Linked DNA regions of Mus musculus: all the other regions are linked to region 3. Evidence: chromatin contacts called from public Hi-C data. All regions are on one chromosome and are shown on one strand. Each heading gives the region's core, a stretch centred on a gene start, on an enhancer-like site or on the middle of the called end of the contact. The rest is flanking DNA. Distances are from core to core; before and after follow the strand shown.

Evidence for each region. A called contact is a pair of places that touch in the nucleus more often than the background predicts.
Region 1: a Hi-C map of liver shows a contact between it and region 3, with 3 times the contacts expected there. The contact joins two enhancer-like sites. A contact is called at or near these places in 3 of 484 Hi-C or Micro-C datasets (the HPC-7 cell line and liver) and 1 of 115 datasets of contacts at active chromatin or transcription factors (embryonic stem cells).
Region 2: a contact with region 3 is called in a Hi-C map of liver, with 3 times the contacts expected there. The contact joins two enhancer-like sites. A contact is called at or near these places in 2 of 484 Hi-C or Micro-C datasets (liver and nephron progenitors), 4 of 115 datasets of contacts at active chromatin or transcription factors (the HPC-7 cell line, intestinal villus epithelium, pancreatic cancer cells and 1 more) and 1 of 9 other capture datasets (embryonic stem cells).

The regions. Positions count from the first base shown.
Region 1 is chr11:20,989,536-20,992,814 of GRCm38.p6, reverse strand. No RefSeq gene overlaps it. Among named protein-coding and RNA genes, the nearest start is that of Gm46273, 74 kb to the right of the region's middle. Within about 2 kb of position 1,959, at least 12 of the 459 cell types and tissues checked have an H3K27ac peak or open chromatin away from gene starts, as enhancers often do. A contact at or near this core is called in liver, where this site is marked.
Region 2 is chr11:20,933,243-20,936,729 of GRCm38.p6, reverse strand. Gm32293 (a long non-coding RNA gene) reads right to left here. Exons shown (of 7, transcript XR_872298.3): 2 at 2,279-2,350; 3 at 510-1,149. Among named protein-coding and RNA genes, the nearest start is that of Gm46273, 17 kb to the right of the region's middle. Within about 2 kb of position 1,904, at least 9 of the 459 cell types and tissues checked have an H3K27ac peak or open chromatin away from gene starts, as enhancers often do. A contact at or near this core is called in liver, where this site is marked.
Region 3 is chr11:21,056,590-21,060,053 of GRCm38.p6, reverse strand. No RefSeq gene overlaps it. Among named protein-coding and RNA genes, the nearest start is that of Peli1, 33 kb to the left of the region's middle. Within about 2 kb of position 1,448, at least 19 of the 459 cell types and tissues checked have an H3K27ac peak or open chromatin away from gene starts, as enhancers often do. A contact at or near this core is called in liver, where this site is marked.

The DNA.
Region 1 (3,279 bases), core at 710-3,209, 68 kb after region 3:
GGAATCCTTGACCACACCTCAGCCCTAAAGTTCCCCTCCTTATTCCTTCCTCTTGGGCCACAGAATCCTCTAGTTCCTCATCCTAGACCCAAAGCATGGGCTGGGCCTCCAGATAGCCTCAGCCCTTCCTCGGGCTCTATTCATAAATGTATAACTTGATGATACTTTCTGCAATAATCATACATCAGATATAAGTGTTTGACAAAGCTGTCCCAAGTCCCTAATGCCAAACTTCTTGCAGTACCATGGAAGACTTTGTCTTTCTACTCCCAGAGGCTAGAAGCCATCCCACTAACTTACCAATAGCAATATTAAATAATTTATTCAGATAGTAGGGCTTCATCTATCAAAAGCCTGGCACATTTCTTTATAGCCTGAAATCCATATTCTGATTTTAGAGATACAAGACAAGCTGTTCTTAACCATGGCTTTTGTAGGATGAGGCAGAGCCTTGTAGTGTAAGGGTCGGAGAATCTCTGAAAGAAGACCCCAAACTTAAATAGTATGCAAAGACGAGGAGCATTTATTGTGCAGAAACAGCTCTGTCATGAGGGGTCAACCACCCAAGCAAAATGGCGACCCCAAAGCAAGCTCTCAGGCCCCTTTTAAAGCCAGTTAGGGGTTTTACAGTTGCAGTTGGGTCACCTTCACTAGGATTGGTTGAGCTTATGGTATGAGATATTTGAATACTTCTGATTGGTTTGTACCTTGAAGGAAAGAGGGTTACCTTATAGGGACTTTTTTCTATCTGTTGCAAGCCTCTGACTTAATGTCTGGGCAACTGATGATTGGCTGCCCTTTTCTGCAGTTTTTCTGAGAAGCTTAGCCTGTCCTTTTGGAACCTAAAATGGCTGACTGTTCTAAAATGGAGTAAGTGCATCCCTCTCAGTAGCAGTCAGAAGATACAGGTGCATAAATCTAATATTCCTTACCATTAGATGGAGGGGCTTCATCCTTGGGTGTGTGGAGAACACTGGCGTTTGATTTCAAAAAGAGAGGGAACAGACTTGTCTCAAAACTTGAAGAACTGGGTTTGAAAGTGGAATTGATTGTACTTCAGTTCTCCTGAGAAATTCATACTCATGTTGCTAATTAGGATGGTTCAGCAAGGGTTGAGATATGAGTTGAACACGACATCAGCCAATCTCTTGGTTTATTTGTCTTGGTACTTTGCTTTTATATAAGTGAGCAAGAGGATAATTGAATCCCCCCCCCCTTTTTTTTCCAGACATTGTGTGAGCTCCTTTCCCAATATAATACTTTACTCTGCAGAAGGATAACTTTAAGATAGGTATCCTTGTATCCGTTTTACACATGGAAAAGCTGAAAGCAAGAGAGGGCAACTTGCCAAAGAGCTCACCACTGGCCAGTCTCAGGACTGGCACACAGTTGACATCAGACCCTTCGCACTAAGTAGCACTGTCTTTTATAGCATTAGCAAGCATGCCAGTGTTTGCTGTGTGTGGTCCAAGCATAAATACTGAGGGGGTTGAGGTATTGGGTAGTCAGGGGAAGTTCTCTCAATCTGAAGATAGTGGGTAGGATCTGCTGCTATTTGATCCACATACAGATGAGCCAAGACATGGCCCTGATGCTGCGAGATGGAGTCTAACTACCTTCATATGCAGAATGCCACCTTTCCCATGGCCAAATAGACTGAGCTCTTGTTCTAGGGAAAGTCTGCCTTGGACAGTGTCAGAATGCCAGATCCTAGGGCAGGCTGGCTTTCTGTCCATCCCCAACTTAAGCTGGGTTTTCCCATGTTTTCCTTTTAGTATCACTACCCCATTATGCTATTCACATGCACATGTAGTGGTATGCTTTGCTCATATTGCCCCCGCGAGGATTTTTTTGTTGTTGTTATAATTCAAGAATCCATAAAAGGTCTTTCATCCTTCCTACCCCATGCTGAGGTTTAAATGTGCTCTGAGTCAAAACACTGAAGGGAGGAGATGATAGTTGCATAACAGAGCCTATTCCTGCCTGCTGGGTCAGAAGTTCAGCTCCACACTTCAGGCCCCCATTCCATTTGCTTCTGGTGCCTCTGAAACCCTGGACCCTCATCCCTCAAGTGGAAGGAGCTGGCCTCCCAGATTCTCTGGTGAGTGAAAAATCTCCCTTGTGATTTTATGTCAATAGGAAAGAGAGTACAGAACAAATTATTCCACAGCCTTTGTAAGAACACTTTTGGGCAGGGCCTTAGCATTCATTTCTGGGAATATGTAACTCGTGCTGTGGTGAGCGATGAGGGGGAGATAGTGTCATCTTCTGAGCTGAAGAGCTGGGCTGTGGGCTAGGTTCCCACAGGGTTTCCATGCATGTGTCTTGTTTCCACATGTGGTTCTGCATGCTTGGTGTGTGGGTGGGCATGTTCACATGTATGCATGTACATATGGCGGCCAGAGGACAACCTTGTATGTCATTATTTAATCTTTTACCTTTGTTTTGTGAGACAGGATCTCTCACTGAACCTAGGGTTTGCCGAGCAGACTAGGCTGATGGCCAGCAAAGTCTGTCAACTTGCCTTGACCTGTGTGTCACCATGTCCAGTGTTTTCTCTAAGGTTCTGGGGATTAAACTCAGGTTTTCACGTCTGTGCAGCAAGCATCGTACCGGTTGAGCTGCCTCTCCAGCCTCGTTTAAGACACCTATTTTCTAGGTTAGCTCCTTTGTATACTTTTCTGTTCAGCTCATATGAGCCATTCTTATTGAAGAGCAGCGGTTTAATGGAACAGGTGGGAATGAGAATAACCTGGCAAATGTGGCATCCGTGCCACTTGGTTATGTGGTAGAGTCCTGTGGCACCATCAGTTTCTCTGGGTCTCCTCTAAAGACACGGAATGTAACTACTTCCCTCCGGCTTGGGGGAAGGGCTTAAATCTAAGGCTGTATAAAGCACTTAGCAAAATGCCCATCACTGCAAATACTCCAGTGGAGGCTGTGGTCCTTGTCCTTGCTGCTTCTGTCCTTGTCCTCTCTTGGTGCTCTTTGGTGGGTGCATCCACAGCACTTCCCAAACAGTGAGGTCGGCTGCAGAGCAGTGCTGCTGCCTTCCTAATCCTCCCTGCCCTGTTCTTACTCCCCTACAAGTTGCTTGATCCTCCATCCTCCCTTCTTATCCTCTGCTGTGCAGACAGGGTGGACAATGCGTCTATGCCACGAAGAGTTTTCACTGTGATTTAATTGAAAGCCATTGGTCCACATAGTCTCGCAGTACTGGAAAGCTTCTGGAAACATCAAAATGATTCTTTGTGGAGACTAAACCCCATATTTGATGAT
Region 2 (3,487 bases), core at 655-3,154, 120 kb after region 3:
TGTGTGTGTGTGTGTGTGTGTGTGTGTGTGTGTGTGTGTGTGTGTGTGTGTGTGTGTGTGTGTGTGTGTGTGTGTGTGTGTGTGTGTGTGTGTGTGTGTGTGTGTGTGTGTGTGTGTGTGTGTGTGTGTGTGTGTGTGTGTGTGTGTGTGTGTGTGTGTGTGTGTGTGTGTGTGTGTGTGTGTGTGTGTAGAGAGAGGGGGAGGGGAGTGCATAATAGTTATTACCATCTTCATCAGAAGCAGCTGTGTCTACTTGCAAGCAACCCTCGTGATCACACCTGTAGTCCTCTTAGAAAGAGGAGAGAGTCATCAGCCTCTGCCTGAGACTTCAGCTGCTCCTTATCCCTCCTTCCCAGCTGTAGTTATCCTATGGCTGCACAGTGGTCCTGTGGTTTCTGGAGGGCATGAGAGTATACTGAAAGCTAACTGAAGGAGGGACTTCCTCTGTGCAATTGTGGAGATGTCATATCTATGCTGGGGTGAGATTTTTCAGTAGTATGACTACTTACCCATGTTCATAAGTAAGTCCAGAAAACTCATTGCTTCAAGCGAGACTCAGGTGGAATTGTTACTTTGGTCTGTCATGGTTGCCTTCTCTAGGGTACATAAATATTTGTTCTTGTTTCCCCAGGGAAAGTTTTCACAACAGGGCACAAAATCCAGTGTCAGATTGATATTACAACAGACTTACTATTGAGAGAACCATTAATGTGTGAACAGAAGGATGTATTTAACATTATTCGTGAAAGCTGAGTCTTTGTGTCCTAGTCATTTATTAAAGTCCCCACTGTCTATTACTTCACAATGGGCATTAAACCTCAACATGAGTTTTGGTAGGGACAGTCAAACTATAGCAACATCTTAGCCTGGGCCTCTACTTTTTATATCATTATTCATGACTAGGATGGGAACGTGTCCCTTTGGTCATGAGGAAACCTTAGGGATCTTACACAGGACAGAACTTTCTCAGGGGCTCCTGAGCCTTCAACACAATGGGGCACCCTCTTATCGTGTTCAGTGTTCCAAGCTAGGGATGATGTCCTTCGACTCTTGGCTGAGGCTTCTGGTGTTTGTAGTGGAAGGCTCAGTTCTTAGCAGCTTGTGCCTGTAGCACTCCATCCCTGTTACCACTGGGCTTCTCTGAAACACCTGTAAAGAAGCAGGGATGCTCTTACCTGGGAACCCCAGAGATTTCTGAAACCCACCCACCATTCTCTTTCCAGGCTGGGGACCGTTTTCTTTCTCTGGGAGACAAGAGATGAACAAGTCTTCAGCCTCCACCCTTCCAAATACCAAGTGGTCTCCGTTTAATGGGTCATTCCGTTTCTTTCACTTTCCGCTGCAATATCATTTTTAACCAGGATTCATCACCTTGTCACAATGTACAGTTTTTTTGGGTATGTCCTGTATGTCATGGACATCTTGAGACTTCCATTCTGGCACCAAATGCAGATCTAAATCCACAGAGCAGAAATTAGCTCAGGGTCACTGAGATAGAGCCCAGCATTCCACCTCTGTCTTAATGTATTGGTTTCCTGATCCCTTCAAGATGTCAGAGTATCTGATTTCACTTCTGTTCTCTGTGAAGTGTCCTCTGCTGACCCTCCTCTGTTAGAAAACCCTTCTAACTTATGCACTAGCTTCTCATCCTGGATGGAGGGGAGAGTGAATCTGTAAGAGTTTGATCTCCCCAAGAACAAAAGTTGTTTGCCTGGAGTTTTTCTGCACAGTCAGCCAGCAATAGAACCTTGTGGACTATATGTAAATTGTCTGACTTTCTCACCAATGAGATTAAGCCTACCATTTTTTTGTTTTGTTTTGTTTTGTTTTTACTCAGCAGGAGCTTGCAAAACACAGAGTGCAGTTGCTGGCTGGGATCACAGCTCTGCAAATTATTTCTAACAAGTATGCAGTTTTTTCTGAAAGGGGTCAAGCCAGGTCAGCACAATGGGCATTTGTCTGATACCTTCCAGAGTTAATGGAAGTTTTTGTTTATGAAGAAAGAGAAGGAAGGGGGTGGCATACTGTGGTCTGCAGCCCAGAGAAATTCTGCTCTTGGCTGTGGCCATAGATGTGTCTGAATTCTTTCACCCATGAAGGAAGTAACAAGGAAATTTATGTAGACTTAATTTCATGCCTTCATATGTCCATTATTTATATTGTTGTTGTTAAACATCTCTTGAGAGACAACTGAGTAATGATGTACCCACGAGGTAGAGGTAGCCAGCCCTTGCTGAACCTAAATAAATAACGAGCCCCAAGGAAGGATGAGGAGTACCCAGGTAGCCATGGTCAGCCATAGGAGGGCAACAGCAGCAACAGCAGCAGCTCTCTGTCACTTCCTGAAGCTCTGTTAATAAGAAAAACTAGATTAGGTATTATGAGAAAACCAGGGACAATAACCATGGAAGCCCTTCAGTCATTCCAGACAGTTGACTTCTAGACAAACTATGATAGAATGTTTGTAATGCATAACTAATCATGAAACCAAGTAAAAAGAATTGCTAAGTGTCAGAAGAAAGTGGAAAACTCAGAAATGAAACTTGTACTTTGACTAGGCAAGTTGTAAATTGAGCTAGGTATGGTGTTTCCTGTAATCCTAACATTTTGGGTGCTGAGGCAAGGGAATTACCATAGGTTCAGGGACAGCCTGGGATATAGAGTGAGTCCAGGCTATCCTTGGCTAACCAGTAACCCAGTCTCTAAAAGCAAATCTGAATACACATTATCTGTAAAAGGTTGATTCTACACTGTGGTACTAGTCAGCTCACTCTGTCAATGGCATTTGCATCTACAGATTCATATCAACTGAGGATTGAAAATACTTGAAAAAATTTACTTAATTGTTGGCATGCAGGATGTAGTAGGTCCAAGATGGTTGTGTCTGTGTTGAACAGTAGAGAGATGTTTTCCTTGCCACTACTCCTTATGAATTATCATACAATTATTTACATAGAATTTACATATTGGGTGCAGTATAGAAATGGCTTGAAGCATAAAGGAAAATACTCATAGATAATGTGCAAAACTGGCCAATTTTATATAAGAGATCCAACAACCACAGATTCTTATACATGTAGGGGCCTGGGTCCAGTCTTTTGCGGATACTAAAGTATAGCACGGAGAAAGACTGGCTTTTTAAAAGTTATATTTTAAAATGAGAAGACCCAAAATCATGAGATCAAAGTCTCTCAGGAGGATTTTGTGAATATTGTGCAGAAAAACATCGGCATTGTACAAAATGTAGACAAGAGCAAGAAAGGGTCTTTCAGGGTTAGGGGGAAAGGGAGCTACCCATCACTATGAGGAGCTACCCATCACTATGAGGAGTGACCCATCACTATGAGGAGCTACCCATCACTATGAGGAGTGACCCATCACTATGAGGAGCTACCCATCACTATGAGGAGTGACCCATCACTATGAGGAGCTACCCATCACTATGAGGAACTACCCATCACTATGAGGAGTTACCTATCACTATGAG
Region 3 (3,464 bases), core at 199-2,698:
TTTTTAAAATGTATGAAATACAGTTATTAGTATTCTATAAATGTGGAAAAATAAATGAGTTTAATGCATGTGAAGAAAGCACTTTTCACAGTGTCATACAATGAGCACCCAACAATGTCATTCTTGAGTCCCCCACTGACTCAGCCCCTTCCTGTGTACTCTCTCACTGAGCACCGTCACTAAGTTTCTCAGCATCATTGCTGTGCAGTCAGAGTGCAGGATGGTGGGGAAAGTGTAACAGAAGAGGCACGGCATATTCTTTTCTAGGCGACATACACTGTATCTCTTCAGACAGCGACAGAGTGATGCTTTTAACAACCTATGGACAAGGTAGCGTCACCTTTCACATTAAAAGATGATAAATAGAAGAAGAGTACACATTTGCTTGCCCAAATCACACAGGATTTACACACTGTACCAATTTGCACATAGCAATAGAAACACAACCATTTCAAAAATTTAGTGTGTATATCTATGGTGTGTGGTCTGTGTGTTTGGTGGGTGGCGGTTGTGGTAGTAATGTGTGTGTGTGTGTGTGTGTGTGTGTGTGTGTATTTCACAGGTGGAGGCTGGAGAGCAGCTTTTGAATGGCAGTCAGTTCTTTGCTTCTACTGTGGGTCTCAAGGACTTCCATTATCCTCTCCTACCATATGAGTCACCTCGCTGGCCCTAAATCCAAGCATTTTAAATACGCTTTACATTACCAGTGGGAATACCACAGCTTGTTCAAAGGGAACAAAGGTTATCTATCAAGAGTCTTTCTTCCATTGTTACAAAGGTACCTTGTGAAATCTGGACAAGCTACAAATGCCCTTCTTGGTTTGGGATAATTCTAATGATTAGAAAGAATTTAGTATGGGGCAGGTTAGACAAAACCTTGATCAAACCAAGAGAAAGCCAAGGTAATTTGTGAAGAGGATGACAAAAGGTAGATGCTAGTTCAGAATTAGAAGTAAAATTTACTTTTTTTGTTTGTTTGTTTGTTTTCGAGATAGGGTTTCTCTGTGTAGCCCTGGCTATCCTGGAACTCACTCTGTATACCAGGCTGGCCTCGAACTCAGAAATCCTCCTGCCTCTGCCTCCCAGGTGAAACTTGCTGTAAAGGAACTCCCACTGCACCTTTGAAAGCCTTATGAGTCTCCCTGAAGGAAAAAAATCCCTTAAGAAATTCTAGCCAACATATCACTTGCCCTAAGTTTAAACCCCAAATCAACTCCAAAGACCGTGCTCAATGGAGCTTTTCAAAAAAAAAGTTTGATGCTTTTCAAAAGTCGTGTTTTCCCGTGGGGTTACAAATGTCCAGCGGGCTTTTCCTAGGGCCCTGCTCTTAGTTCTCACAGGTCCTTGTTACTCACCTCCTTCTAGAGCACTGATGGGTGTCTAACCCTGGTCTCTAGGAGGACAAATTAAAGAGAAGAGAGTTGGTCCTGACTGCCACATGAAAATCAGTGGACATGGAGTGTGGACTTCAGTCTCTCATGCTTTCACTTTCTGGCTCCTGCTCTCTCAGCCCTTCCCCCCACCCCACCCCACCCTTTTTTTTTTTTTTTTTTTTTTTTTTTTTACAGATAAATTCGATTTGTCCTCTGTGAAGCAAGACTTGAAGTGTTCAAAAGGTCAAGTGGGCAAACGAGAAACACAGTCTTTCTCAGGTGTGACACATTTTTAAGTGAAAAATTCTGAGACATAAAAGCTAACTGCACACAGAAAAATCAAAGACTTGCCCCTAAGGAGGTCCAGGGCGAACCCTGCACTTTAGACGGGCTAACTGTGCTTTCGCTCTATAGAGCTCAAGGTTGTAAACTGCGCTGTTGGGGAAGCGTTTGCTTTCCTGTAGTTTGGAAGATGTATGATATGAAAGGTTGAGGACAGCAGACAATGATTAGATATGGTGTTCTGATTTGGTGATAGCCACGCTTAGCACATGGGGGTTATTTCTCACCAGTAAAGCGAGCAGGGAGAGCTGGGTGTGGCGCTTTACTGCAGTCCCAGCCCCCGGAGGCCAGGATACACAGGGAATACAGGGCCAGCTGAGGTGCCAGAGCAACGTTTATCTCAATGTAAATAACTAATTCAAAATAGTGCTGTGTTCAATGTTTAACTTAACCGAAACCAGAAAGTGCAATAAAATGACTCGTTCAAAAGTTGAATTTGGTATTTTATAATAAACCCAGCAAATTTTGCAGCATATCATTTAAAACATGGGTTAAGGTAACCACAAATATACTTGATAGAATGGCCCTTTTCTGTGGTGCTATGGAGATATTTGGGATTAGATTCATGCCTCCGAAGGCATTGGAGGGCAGGACTGGCCCCTGCAGGGCCTCCGGGCTGCTGCTCCTGGGTTTACATGCCAGAATATGGGCCTGAAGCACGATCCTTACATCCTCACTCTTAGGCTTCTCTGAAGAGTGTCAGCACTAAAGACATTTTGCCAGGGATCAGGAAATAGCTTGATGCTCGAGCACATGGCCAGCATGTATAAGGCCCTCAGCTGCATCCCCAGCCATGGGCAAAGCGGCTGGTGTTAGAGGGAGAGAGATATTTTTTTTCTTACTGGGTATTTAAATGATTACCTTTAGCTAAGTATAAATCTACAATTTTATTTTCTGAACCTTTGGAAACTTTGTTCTCAGAAAACAAAATATAATTTATAATTTGAAGAATAAGTTTAACTAAAATCCTTGGGTGGTTTTTTTGCATATATATAGTGCATATATATATATATATGTATATATATATATATAGTGTGAAGAATAAGTTTAACTAAAATCCTTGGGTGTTTTCTTTGCATATATATATATATATATATATAGTGCATATATATATAGTGCATATATATATATGTGTGTGTGTGTGTGTGTGTGTGTGTGTGTGTGTGTGTGTGTACACATGCCACTGTGTATGAAGTCAGAGGACTTGTGTTTCGAAGGACCATCCTCTGAGCCAAATCCCATACTCCTGGGGCGTTAGCTGCACCCATTTGCAAAAGAGCAGACCATTAAGTGTTGATTGATGAGACCTGTTGAGTCCCACTCGACTGGCAAGAAAGACGCAACCACCAGTTCTTCTGCGGCAAGCTTTATTGCTTCTTCAGGAGGGAAGACCCCCGACCCCGGAAAATGGCGTAGCTTATATAGCCCTCAGCCATGGCGTTTCAGCACCTGATGTGGCGTGTCAGCTCCTGATTCGTTGCTCACCCATCACCCCATTACTATGCCCCGAGATGGGCAGTGACTAGGCGTGAGTTAACTCTCGCACCTGCGTACAAGGCTTGTTTACTAGTTAGGCACAGCGCAGGCCAGTGCCATCTTATAATGGCGATTGCTCGCGGCACGGCTCTCCACAGAGACCCTCTTGAGTATCCAGCCTATCCCCATCACCCGTTGTAGAAGGCTCTGTCTTGGCTGATCATGACTTGGAGGAGGGGCTAGAGTTTATTGGCCCTGGAAGACTAGGGGGGA